Regions from separate parts of the Mus musculus genome. Here region 2 is linked to region 1. A link is a contact called in public HiChIP or PLAC-seq data. All regions are on one chromosome and are shown on one strand. The core of a region is the stretch at or near the end of the contact, and the rest is flanking DNA. Distances in the headings are between cores, read along the strand shown. Region 1 overlaps Ephb3 (Eph receptor B3). Region 2 has its middle 27 kb from the start of Gm36224.

What was found. HiChIP or PLAC-seq counts read pairs in DNA pulled down with a chosen protein or histone mark.
Region 2: an H3K27ac HiChIP or PLAC-seq map of extraembryonic endoderm stem cells shows a contact between it and region 1. The contact joins two enhancer-like sites. A contact is called at or near these places in 1 of 39 promoter capture datasets (Sertoli cells), 1 of 15 datasets of contacts at CTCF or cohesin (the NIH/3T3 cell line), 6 of 484 Hi-C or Micro-C datasets (DN3 thymocytes, the G1E-ER4 cell line, the N1E-115 cell line and 3 more), 21 of 115 datasets of contacts at active chromatin or transcription factors (bone marrow-derived macrophages, craniofacial prominence, embryonic basal ganglia and 14 more) and 3 of 9 other capture datasets (adipose tissue, liver and pancreatic islet).

The regions. Positions count from the first base shown.
Region 1 is chr16:21,221,984-21,227,089 of GRCm38.p6, reverse strand. It overlaps Ephb3 (Eph receptor B3), which reads right to left. Exons shown (of 16, transcript NM_010143.1): 14 at 5,032-5,106; 15 at 4,786-4,941; 16 at 3,786-4,682. The coding sequence ends at 4,574. Among named protein-coding and RNA genes, the nearest start is that of Ephb3, 20 kb to the right of the region's middle. Within about 2 kb of position 2,164, at least 18 of the 459 cell types and tissues checked have an H3K27ac peak or open chromatin away from gene starts, as enhancers often do. A contact at or near this core is called in extraembryonic endoderm stem cells, where this site is marked.
Region 2 is chr16:21,362,235-21,367,340 of GRCm38.p6, reverse strand. No RefSeq gene overlaps it. Among named protein-coding and RNA genes, the nearest start is that of Gm36224, 27 kb to the left of the region's middle. Within about 2 kb of position 2,145, at least 15 of the 459 cell types and tissues checked have an H3K27ac peak or open chromatin away from gene starts, as enhancers often do. A contact at or near this core is called in extraembryonic endoderm stem cells, where this site is marked.

The DNA.
Region 1 (5,106 bases), core at 915-3,414:
GGGGAAAGCTGGCTCCAGTTTCCATACACTCAAGTGTCCCTTCACGATCTCCTAAGTCTTGCTCTATGTTTACTACCTACTCCAAGTTCAGATTCCATAGCAAAGAAAGGGTTTGGGGAAAGAGCTGCCTCCTGCCAGCCTTCCCTCCTCCGTCTCTGTGCCCAGGTAGGCTGGGCCTTGCAGATTGATGTCACAGCACACTTCTATCCAGAACCTGAGTCTGTTTTCATTCCTCCTCCATGAGCTGGGGATGACTAATGAGAGGTATGGAGAGAGGTGGAGGGAGAGGGCCCGCCTTCTCACTCTGCATGTGCCTCGGGCTAGTGCCTGCTCCACTCCTGGCCTGGGCTCCTGGCAAGTACCCTCCGCACCTGGCTGCTCAGCTCCTCCAAAAGACAAACACGGTGGCAACCTTGGCTGCCTGGAGCTCACTCCCAGAGGCAGACACCACTGTGAGCGCTATCAGGTGCAGCGTTTCTAGATTCCCCGGGCTCCTGAACACTAAGAACACAGAATCTCGGGCAATCTGATTTGGGCCTTGCTAATGACTGCCTCTTGCACCGTGGGCCCCCCCTGTGAGTGTTTCCACAGAGAGAATAGAAATATGTACTCAGAAAGTCATGGACAAATGTTCCTTATAACCCTGATGTAGAGCAGAAGGCAACAAAAGCCAAGTGGCAGGCCCAAGGGAGGCTGAGATTGTTGGATCAAATGCTCATGACTGGCACTCTAGGCAGACAGAAGTGGGTGGCCCCAGTTCTTAGCTCCCTCACTGGAACTAGAACTGGTTTGTAGAGGGAGCCACACCCCCACCTGTGCCACAGGTGTGCACTGAATAAGTAAATGAGGGTATGGATGGAGAATACTCAAGGTCAGACACTAGAAGGTTGGACACACAGAAGCACCCTGATGGTCATGGGGGGTCCCAGCTCCCTCTGCTGGGCATCCCATAACTGGTGAGAGCCCCCAGCCTTGCTGATGGGGTTCCACAAACCTCAACTTGCCTTCTGTGGCGTTTCTTGACTTGTAATCATGGGCAGCCCTTTCTGTGGTTGTTTGAATCTCATTCCTGCCGTTCTCTTGGTTCCTGCAAGCATTTGGTTCCCCTCGCTTCTCTGTGTGTTTAGTGCCCATCCCAGTACTGCAGTGTGGTAGCAGACACCCAACAAATGCTTGAGGAATGAGTCCCTACAGCTCCACCCTCAGCAACTTGCCCTTCACCATCTTTTAAACTCTTACTGACTTTAAACTACTCAGGTCCCAGCAACTCACCCAGGGGCAGGGCTGGGCGAATCCTGTACCTCTGTGTCCCTCAGTCCCACCTTTCCTTGCTCCTTAGCTTTTTCATCTTTTCCTCCCAAGACTGAGGCTGGCATCACTCCCAGGGCCTTGCTGTATTTGACTGTTACAAACCAAGTACTATTCACTTCTGACGGCTTCTATATTTCCTTCAAGTTTCACATTAATAAATAATAGCAACAATAAAAAGGAGCTAACATTTCTTAGCACGTACCATCATACAGATGTTACATTTATTAATACGATTGGGCATTTGTAACATTTTCATGGGATAGAAAGATTCATATACTTCTTACAGATGATGGACGGCTCTGATGTCAACCTGCCTAGGTCACGTTGTGTGTGTCTGTGTGTGTGTGTCTGTGTGTGTGTGTGGGGGGGGGAGGAAGAGGGAAAGAGAAGAGAGAGAAGAGAGAGAGAGAGAGAGAGAGAGAGAGAGAGAGAGAGAGAGAGAGAGAGAGGATGTTTTTTGCTCCACACCCGGCCTGGGCTCTGTGTAGGCTGCGCTTCCTACTACACTACACTACCCCAGGTCTTACTCAGCACCTGGCCTCAGCAGGAAAGGGCCTGCCTCTCCCCTCTTCCCCACTGGCTTCTCTTTTAAATCATTGACTGGGGAGAGCTAATCTGCCCCAGAGTGTGTAATTAACGGAAGACTAGACAGACTGAGAACTCCATCCCCCCCTACTCCTTATCTGCCTGTAGGGAAGCTGGACCCCTCCTGGGGTGCTCTCTCTTCCTCTGCCAAGACCCTGCTTCCCTCACTACTTTGTTCTGAGGTTCTAGGGTCTGAATACATCCCAGCTCTCTAGACAAAATACCAGTTGGCTCTATCAGCTGGCAGGAATGCAGTGACTCTTGCAGGCCCCTCCCCTCATTATTTCTGAGTCCTGGGAAACCCTGCAGGTACCCAGGCTAAGAGGGGGGCTAGGGTGGACAGACTGAGGGCATGAAAACGGGTAATGTAAGTGGTGTGTGGATAATGGAATAGGCTTAGAGTACGTGCATGTACTCTGGCTGACAGTGGCAGGAGACTGTGGGAAGACAGGGGAAGACATTCATACCCCCATAAAGAAAGAAATCATGCAGGCTTCAGTGGGCTGGACGGAGCTGGAAGAGCACTTGAGCACCTCTAGCCTTAGGCTCCAGTCCACCCTGCAGATCCTGGCCTCGCTCTGAGTGGATCTCCACAGTCAGCATTGTGTGGGGTGGGACAATGGAAAAATTACCCAGGAGACAGGAGCCACAGACCTCTCACTGATCCAGAGGGCCACCCTCCCAAGAGTAGGAAGCAGGCTTGGGACCTGTGAACTCTCAGCAAGGGAATGGCAACCATGCCCACATCCCTTCTCCTGTACCCCTATGCCCACACCACTGACGACAGCACTGGAAGATGACTGGGGAGCTCCTGCCCACCCCCTCCCTGGAGCATGGGGGCTACTGAGGATCCACGTTGTGGGTGCACCCCCCTCACGGTGAGTATGTACTGCAGGACTCTGGGCACCGAATGCAAGGGGTAGAGAGGCAGTCTTGAGAACCTGTCTGCCAGGGGTTGGTGAAGGGACCCAGGAGGAGCCAGAAACACCAGACTGAGGTGGCCACACTTGACAACCCTTGTACATGCCCATGTTACTAGGCCTTCCTGGTCCCTCCCAGTGAAGGGCACTCTAAGTTAGGATTCACAGATATTTCAGAAAGCTCTTCTAGGCAGCACCTATGGTTACTCTGGGAGGACTGCATCTGTTATACCCTGCCCGCTTCTGTTTGTTGGTCCAAAGGGACCTGCATCTCTCCCTGTGAGGGTGTCCTCCCCTGCACTCTCACCCTGCCACCACTGGTTAAAACAGACCCAGGGTGCATACACTCACTTCCTCCAGCCCATTCCATTACCCAGGATCATGGATGTCCCTTTTCATTTCCATATCCTGACACGCACAAGTCTTCCTTTGACTCCAGAGACTTCAGACCTCTTCCGGACTCTTGATATGCATCTCCCAAGCCTCTCCAGGCTGTCTATAGACAGGGGTTTCCAGCCTCTGGCTCTAGTGCTGGATGGGAACTGTGGCCAACTTACTAAACATCTCCCTCTTCTCCTGGCTGGGTTACTGAGTTGAAATAAGATGTGGATGTAAAATTGGCTTTGGCTCCAAGACTGGGTGCACTCAGTGCTTAGTGAAGGAAGAGGAGCCATACTGAGACCCTGGGGAGTGATTAACCCTCTAGCTCTCCCTCAGGGACTCTACAGAACACCACGCAGACTCCAGAGCCTGTCCCCCAGCCCCAGAAACAAGGAACTTCTGAGAACTCTATTAGATGCTCAAAGCAATGGGGCTGAACTACAGGAGAAATCGGGCCTGGATAGCCTCGCTGTAGTTTCCCACTGACCCCCAGGAAGTTGTGAAGGTCTAGCAGCCCCCTAGTTCCCTCACTGACATGAGGAAATCAAGGAAACCTGCTTTGGGAGGAAGAACGAGCAGGGGCAAGAGTCATCTTATTGCCTTTATTTTGCTGTCTGCCCAGCTGGCCCCACTACAGGGCACAGGGCCAAGCTTGTACACACTCATGCTCTCTGTGCAGGCAAGCATGTGCACAACACACACATACATACCCCCACCCCCGTCTTTCACACACACACACACACACACACACACACACACACACACACACACACAGTCTCTGGCTCTCTGAGTCAGTCTCTGGGAGGCACAGGCTGCTTCTCAGCCTGCTCCTGCCTGCCCTTTTATGACAGCACCAAGGGTAGGCAGGGCCCTCAGCCCCCATCAAGTCCCTGTGCAAACTGGAGGTACCAGCTGGCTTCAGGATGGGGCACCATATCTCCCCATCCCCAGAGTCTCCTCCTCCACTTCCTGGGGGAGGGAGTACTCTCTGCTTACCTGGTGGGGTCAGACCCCTGCCAGGGCTGGGGCCTGAAGAACCCAGGCTTATCCCCACCTGACCCTACCAGGACGTCCATTACTGAAGCGCAGCCCAATCTGAGTTGTGAAGACTCCCCACTGGAGAGCAGGCAGGCCTGGGCCCCAAGGCATCTGGGGAGGGGACATCACCCCCTCTTCTAATCCATCTTCAATATGAAGAGGTTTGGGGCACACTTCCTGGGAGGGAGCACAGGCCTGGAGAAGTCACAGCTAGGGTCCTCCCCCAAACTTCCATCTTCTGGGCCACAGCCAGAGGCCAGGCATCCAAAAGTCCAGCTGGCTGGTCAGAATCCTTGTGCAGTCCTGGGGGGGCACCCCCCCCTCGTTGGAGCTGAGTGTCAGACCTGCACAGGCAGGGTCTGGTTCATCTGCAGCCGCATGTCCTGGATACTGCAGAGGATCTTCTTCTGGTGCCCAGCCAAAGTGACCCCAATCCTTAGCAGATCTCTAGAGACAGAAAAAAATGGTACTCAGTCCCTCCCTTCTACCCGCGACGCTGGGCTCAGCCAGAGTTCCTGCCCAGAGCCTGCACCTTGAGCGGTACACTTACTCTGCAGTCATCTGGGCCACCAGGTCAAAGGATGCAAACCCAGCACCGACAAAGCTCTCTTTATACCTCCCCATCTTGATGGCATCTAGCCAGTCACCCACTGTCGTGAAGGTCGTATAATCTGGGACTGTGCGGTCCAGGAGGGGCTGGGACATGCTGTGACAAAAAAAAAAGAGTGACCTGGTGCATCCATGGAGCTAGGGAGTAGGGTTAGGGTTGCCAGCCTGTGGGAGCCAGGATACTAACCCAGATGGGGCACTGGCGGTGACCTTGAGGCTGGCAGCATTGCGGATAAGTTTGTCTAGTGTGTTGACGATTTGA
Region 2 (5,106 bases), core at 896-3,395, 140 kb before region 1:
AAGAGAAGGTGCCAGAGGCTTTCGGAGGGCTATGAAATCCCCACCCAAGAAGGCAGCTGGATAGTTCTCTTCTGTGTTGGGGCCTTCACTTTCAGGAAGACAAGACTCATCCATTTGAGTGATTCTGGCAGGGCTGGGGCCAAGAGCTTTCTTCCCTTCTGCCTCTGCTTCCTGAGACGGCACAGAGAAGGCAATGGCTGCCTTCACCCCATTGTAGCCCAGAGGCCCAGTGCAGAAACAGGCCCTTGGAAACCTCAGAGATCCACTCACCTTGTATTTTTCTCCACAACTGAGGATTTGCATTCACGCTGATTTAGTGAAAATTAGTGAGATTTGGGAAATTGTAAGATAAATAATTCAACTCTGCAAACTAACGTGAAGGCTGGGTGAGGTGGTTGGTAGCCTTCTGTGATCTCAGCATCCAAGAGGACAAGGCAGGAGCTTTGCCACTAGGTTGAGACTAGCTTGGCCTATGTAGCAAGTTTCATGTCAGCCATAACAACAAAATATGATCCTATCTCAAGAAAGTCCACAGGCCCACACTTGAATGGATAAGACGATGTCAAATAATAATTTGTGAAGAAAAGGAGTTACAACCTGGGAGCCGCGGCTCGCATCGTCAAGCCCACACTTGGGAGATAGAGGCTAGAGATCAGGAGGTGTTCAAGGCCATTCTCAGCTACCTAGTGGGCTGGATCCCAGACTACATGAGACTCTGTATTGAACAAATAAATGCACAAACAGAATATAAACTAATAATTAAAATTGGGCATATGGATGTATGCCCTATACCAGGAAGTAGCTCCCAGCCACTGCTCCGGTGCCATGATGCCTACCATGATGATGAGGGACTAAACCTCGGGAACTGTAAACCAGCCCCAAATGAAATGTTTTCTTTTATAAGAGTTGCCTTGGTCATGGTCTTTCTTCACATCAATAGGCCAGTGATGGAGACAGTGTCTGTAATGGCAGTCAAGCTTAACTTAACTAAGTAGACAAGAGTGTTAGCTCTGCACAGTGCTCTTAAATTGTATCTACTGTTGTTGTTGTTGTTGTTAGGAGGAGGGTGGAAGTCAGAAGAGAACGTCACCAGTCAGGCTTGCTCCTTTACCTTCATGTAGCTTCTGCAGACGGAGCTCAAGGACAATCACCCTGCTCTGCTGAAGCCACCTCATTGGCCCCAGGTAAGTGTCTTAACATTGGCCTCCTGTTTGCCTGAGTTCAGATCTTCCCACCAGCACTCTGAAGTCCAGCAGATGGTAAGAATGTCTCCGACTATGACCACAGGGCTTTTGTAGGAGGAAAGGCAGGTCTCGGTGGTGACAGGAAAAGGTATTCTGTGGTCCACAGCTTCAGGACTAGGTTGTGAAGCTAGGGAGTCCTAAGGCTGGGACCACTGCCACAGGCAGAGCCCAGAACATCTCGGGGGGGGGGGGGGGCTGATGTTTGACCGATAGTGCCTATAGCTCCCTGGTTCCAGGGGGTTCCCACTTTTGTCCTCTACCTCATCTTTACCTGGTGTGGTGTCTGCTCTCAGCCTTTTCCACAACTATACTAGAAATCTAAGAATGGTCCCCTCTCAGGGCTTCCAAATCACCTCAGTTCCTGTGGCTGAATCTCTTCCAGGACCTGGGTGGGGTACCCCAGCATCAGAACTTGTCACCTGGGCACTCTTGCAGAGAGAATGGCTGGGTGCAGCTGCAAGAAGAGGGAGATGAATGCACGTGCACACAGGGAGCTGAGTTTGGATGGCTCTTAGATAAAGCTACATTCTGTGTTCTGCAGCGGCCCCACTGGAACTGATTCACACTAGCCCCATGGGATAAACCCAGGCCACTAGCTGTGAGCCTCAGTGATCCCCAGCCTCAGCCTGGCTCTTTTGATTCTCAGGAGTCTGTGACCTCTGAGAAGTGAGCACAGGGAAGGTGCCCAAGATGAAAAAACGTTTCAAACTCCCAGCAGCCCTGGCCCCAGACAGCATGGCAGGGCTCTCCCTCTGAACACCCACACCTCGCACCCCCAGTGGCTTCTTTTTCTTGCTTCTGGGAGGCTAAAGGCACCCGGATCAACTGCTCTGCTCTGGCTTAGGAGTCCTGATACCTCATCACAATGGGCACTGAGGCTTTTGTGTGACGTCCTCTCTTCCACATCCTGGGTCCTTGTCACAGAGGCTGCACAGAAAACAATGGGCTCTGGTGGCCAGACGCTATCAGTATTTGTCTTCCTGCCTCGTCATGGGTGGCAGGCTCTGACGCACGGGTGACACTGGGTGGGTCTTTACCTGTTTTACCCAGCCAATTGCATACCAGAAAGCCTAGCCCTGGTCACCCTTATTGATCCCAACAGAAAGCTCTCTCGGGAGTTCATCTATCTTTACCTCATCATTCTGTGCAAACTCACCTCAGAAAACCTGCCAAGCTCTTAAAAAAACGACTTCTGATAACCTTCTGGGCACACAGATGGCACAGTGATCCAACTTCAGCTTGTACAGGAGTACAGCTCCACGCATGAGACCCCTACATTTCATCCTTAGCATGGCCAAATAAAGTAAATGAAGATTTTACACGATTAAAACAACAACAACAACAACTGTAGAGAATCCTTAAGAAGGGACAAAGAGTAAGTTTTCAAGTTATCCTTGAACAAGGAACTTAAACTAATAAGATGATATTATACCACCAGCAAATATGAATGTCTGCTGTCAGGCTCAAACCCCTGATGGCACAGCTGGGTGGTTCCAGTCTTTGGAGGACAGAACTCAAAGACTGCAAGCTCAGTATGTGCCAAGGAGTGTAACTCACACTCATGCTCAGCCCAGGGGACAGTGTCTCAGCACGGCTGGTCCAGACAACCCAGCAGTGCAGAGGGGGGAAGCAGAGGCAGGCCTGAATCTAGAATTCAGACAAACACAGGCCACAGAAGAGCTAAGGATGTTTAAAATCGAATTTAAAAACAAAGAAAACACTGAAAGGAACCATGGATGCTATTTTTAGTGCCAAGGGGCTGTCCTGTACAGGAGATAAAGCAGCCCAACTGCAGAGGACAAGTCAGGCCCCTGAAATTAGAGAAGAGGGTGCTAGCAGCTCCAGCAATGAACCCAGCATCACAGGAGGCATGCAAGCAATTTCCAGTTGGGGGTGGTGCAGAAAGAACACTCGAATTCAGCTGTGACTCAGGGGTCTCTCTTACAACTGGTTCTTTCCCACATACGAGTGTCCAGCACTCTCTGGGAAAGCAATAAGGCTACAGTATTTCTCAACTGGTTTTAGATCGAAGCTTTAAAATTTCAGGTAAAGAGTTGGACAGTGGTGGTGGACGCTTTTAATCCCAGCATCAGGGAAGCAGAGGCAGACGGATCTCTGAGTTTGAGGCCAGCCTGGTCTGCAGAGTGAGTTCCAGGACAACCAGGGCTACACAGAAAAACCCTGTTTGGTGTGGTGGGGGGCGGGAGGGGTGCTTCAGGTAAAGGCCTGGGGAGATAGCCCACTAGGTAAAGCGCTCACCCATCATGCAAGCATGCAGTTCTGACCCATGAATAGTTCCCCACTATTCATATGTTAATAATAAAAATATTAATTAAAAATGAAAAGCTAGGTACAGAAGTGAAGAGGGAGACGGCGGATCCCTGGTGTGCAAGGACCAGCAAGCCTAGCAGTTTCAGTAAATTCCGGTGTCCAGGATAGATCCTGTCTCAAAACGTAAGGTAGGAAGCAATCAAGAAAAACTTTGTATGGAAATATTTGGCCTCCACACTGACAGACTCACATATGCACCCACACTCAAACATGCACACATACAAAATTAAAACAAATTTCAGATAATGAACACAGATCCCAAGGGAAACAACCTGGGCCCAGACCCTGGCTTTGTTACTTTTTCAATTTTGTGACCCTGAACAAGTCACTTAACCCCTCTGCTCTCTGTCTTGGTAGTCTTCATGGCAGTGATAATTATAGAGATGTTACGAGGATTAAACAAATTAGCCTTTGGGAAGCAGTTGGAACACTGTGGGAACATCACATTGTAAATGGGCTTGTTATATCCAATAGGCATATGTAATGACTGAAGACAGATGGTTCAAGGTCTTCCCTCTTAGCCTGCTCAGCAGCAGCAGCAGCAGCAGCAGCAGCAGCTCTAGCTGGAGAGAAAAGGGCCCAGAGGCAACTGACAGTGTAAACTCACAGGCAGGCTCTGCTCTCTCCAGACACACAGAGTGACCCTCCCCGCGGTCAGCGTGGGGAGGCTTTGCGTTTAGTGACTCCTCCTCCCTCCTCCAGAGCTCTGGGCACCCTGAGTACACTGGAGGCAACCTACATTTGTTCCAGTGAGACACGGGCCCTGTTCCTCTCCTTAGTTGTTAACTGTTGTCCTGGCTTCTCCACGTATTAACCCAAATTAGTAAAAAGGACTCGTAAAAGCATTTACTGGGCTCAGACGGCAGCACTGCTCATTCTGGCTGCAGGGCTTGGCAATGACAGCTGCTGGTGCTGAGGGCTGAAGGCGGTGCCCACTGCACCCTGAGCTCAGCCGGGCCCCAGTCAGCCAGCTCACCCAAAGGACCATCCCCGGGGAGGCCCTGCCATGGCACACTGTGATGTGTCAGGCAGATACTCACACTGACTATATGTTTTGCGAAGGGAAAAGTCCCTTAGTAGGACTTGAAGTGCAGAGCAACTCATCCTGTAGAGCTGTTTGTTTGAGGCAGGATCTTTCCATGTAGGAGGCTGGTCTCGAACTCCCAACCTTCCTCCATCTGCCAGCTTTTTGTGTGACAGGATATCTACCCCATTTTGCAAAGAGGAGAAAGGAGGCATAAGGGATTGGAGCTGGCTCACCTAGAAGATGTAGGGCATGCTGGCCAGGACTGACCAGAAGCCTACACCCCCTCCCCACCCAGTCCCACAGATTTGGGTATAAAAGAATGGGTGAGGCCTTCCCCTGGGGGCGGGGCAGAGTGTGATCACTGCTATCGCCTCCCTAAATTATTATTGTTGTTATTATAATAACTAGTGGTTGAGTTGAGTGGGTGGTGGATGTCAGATAATTACCAAGACCCCCAAATTAAAGTGTGGAGTCTTGACTTTTCCACGGCTGCTCCTAGATGAA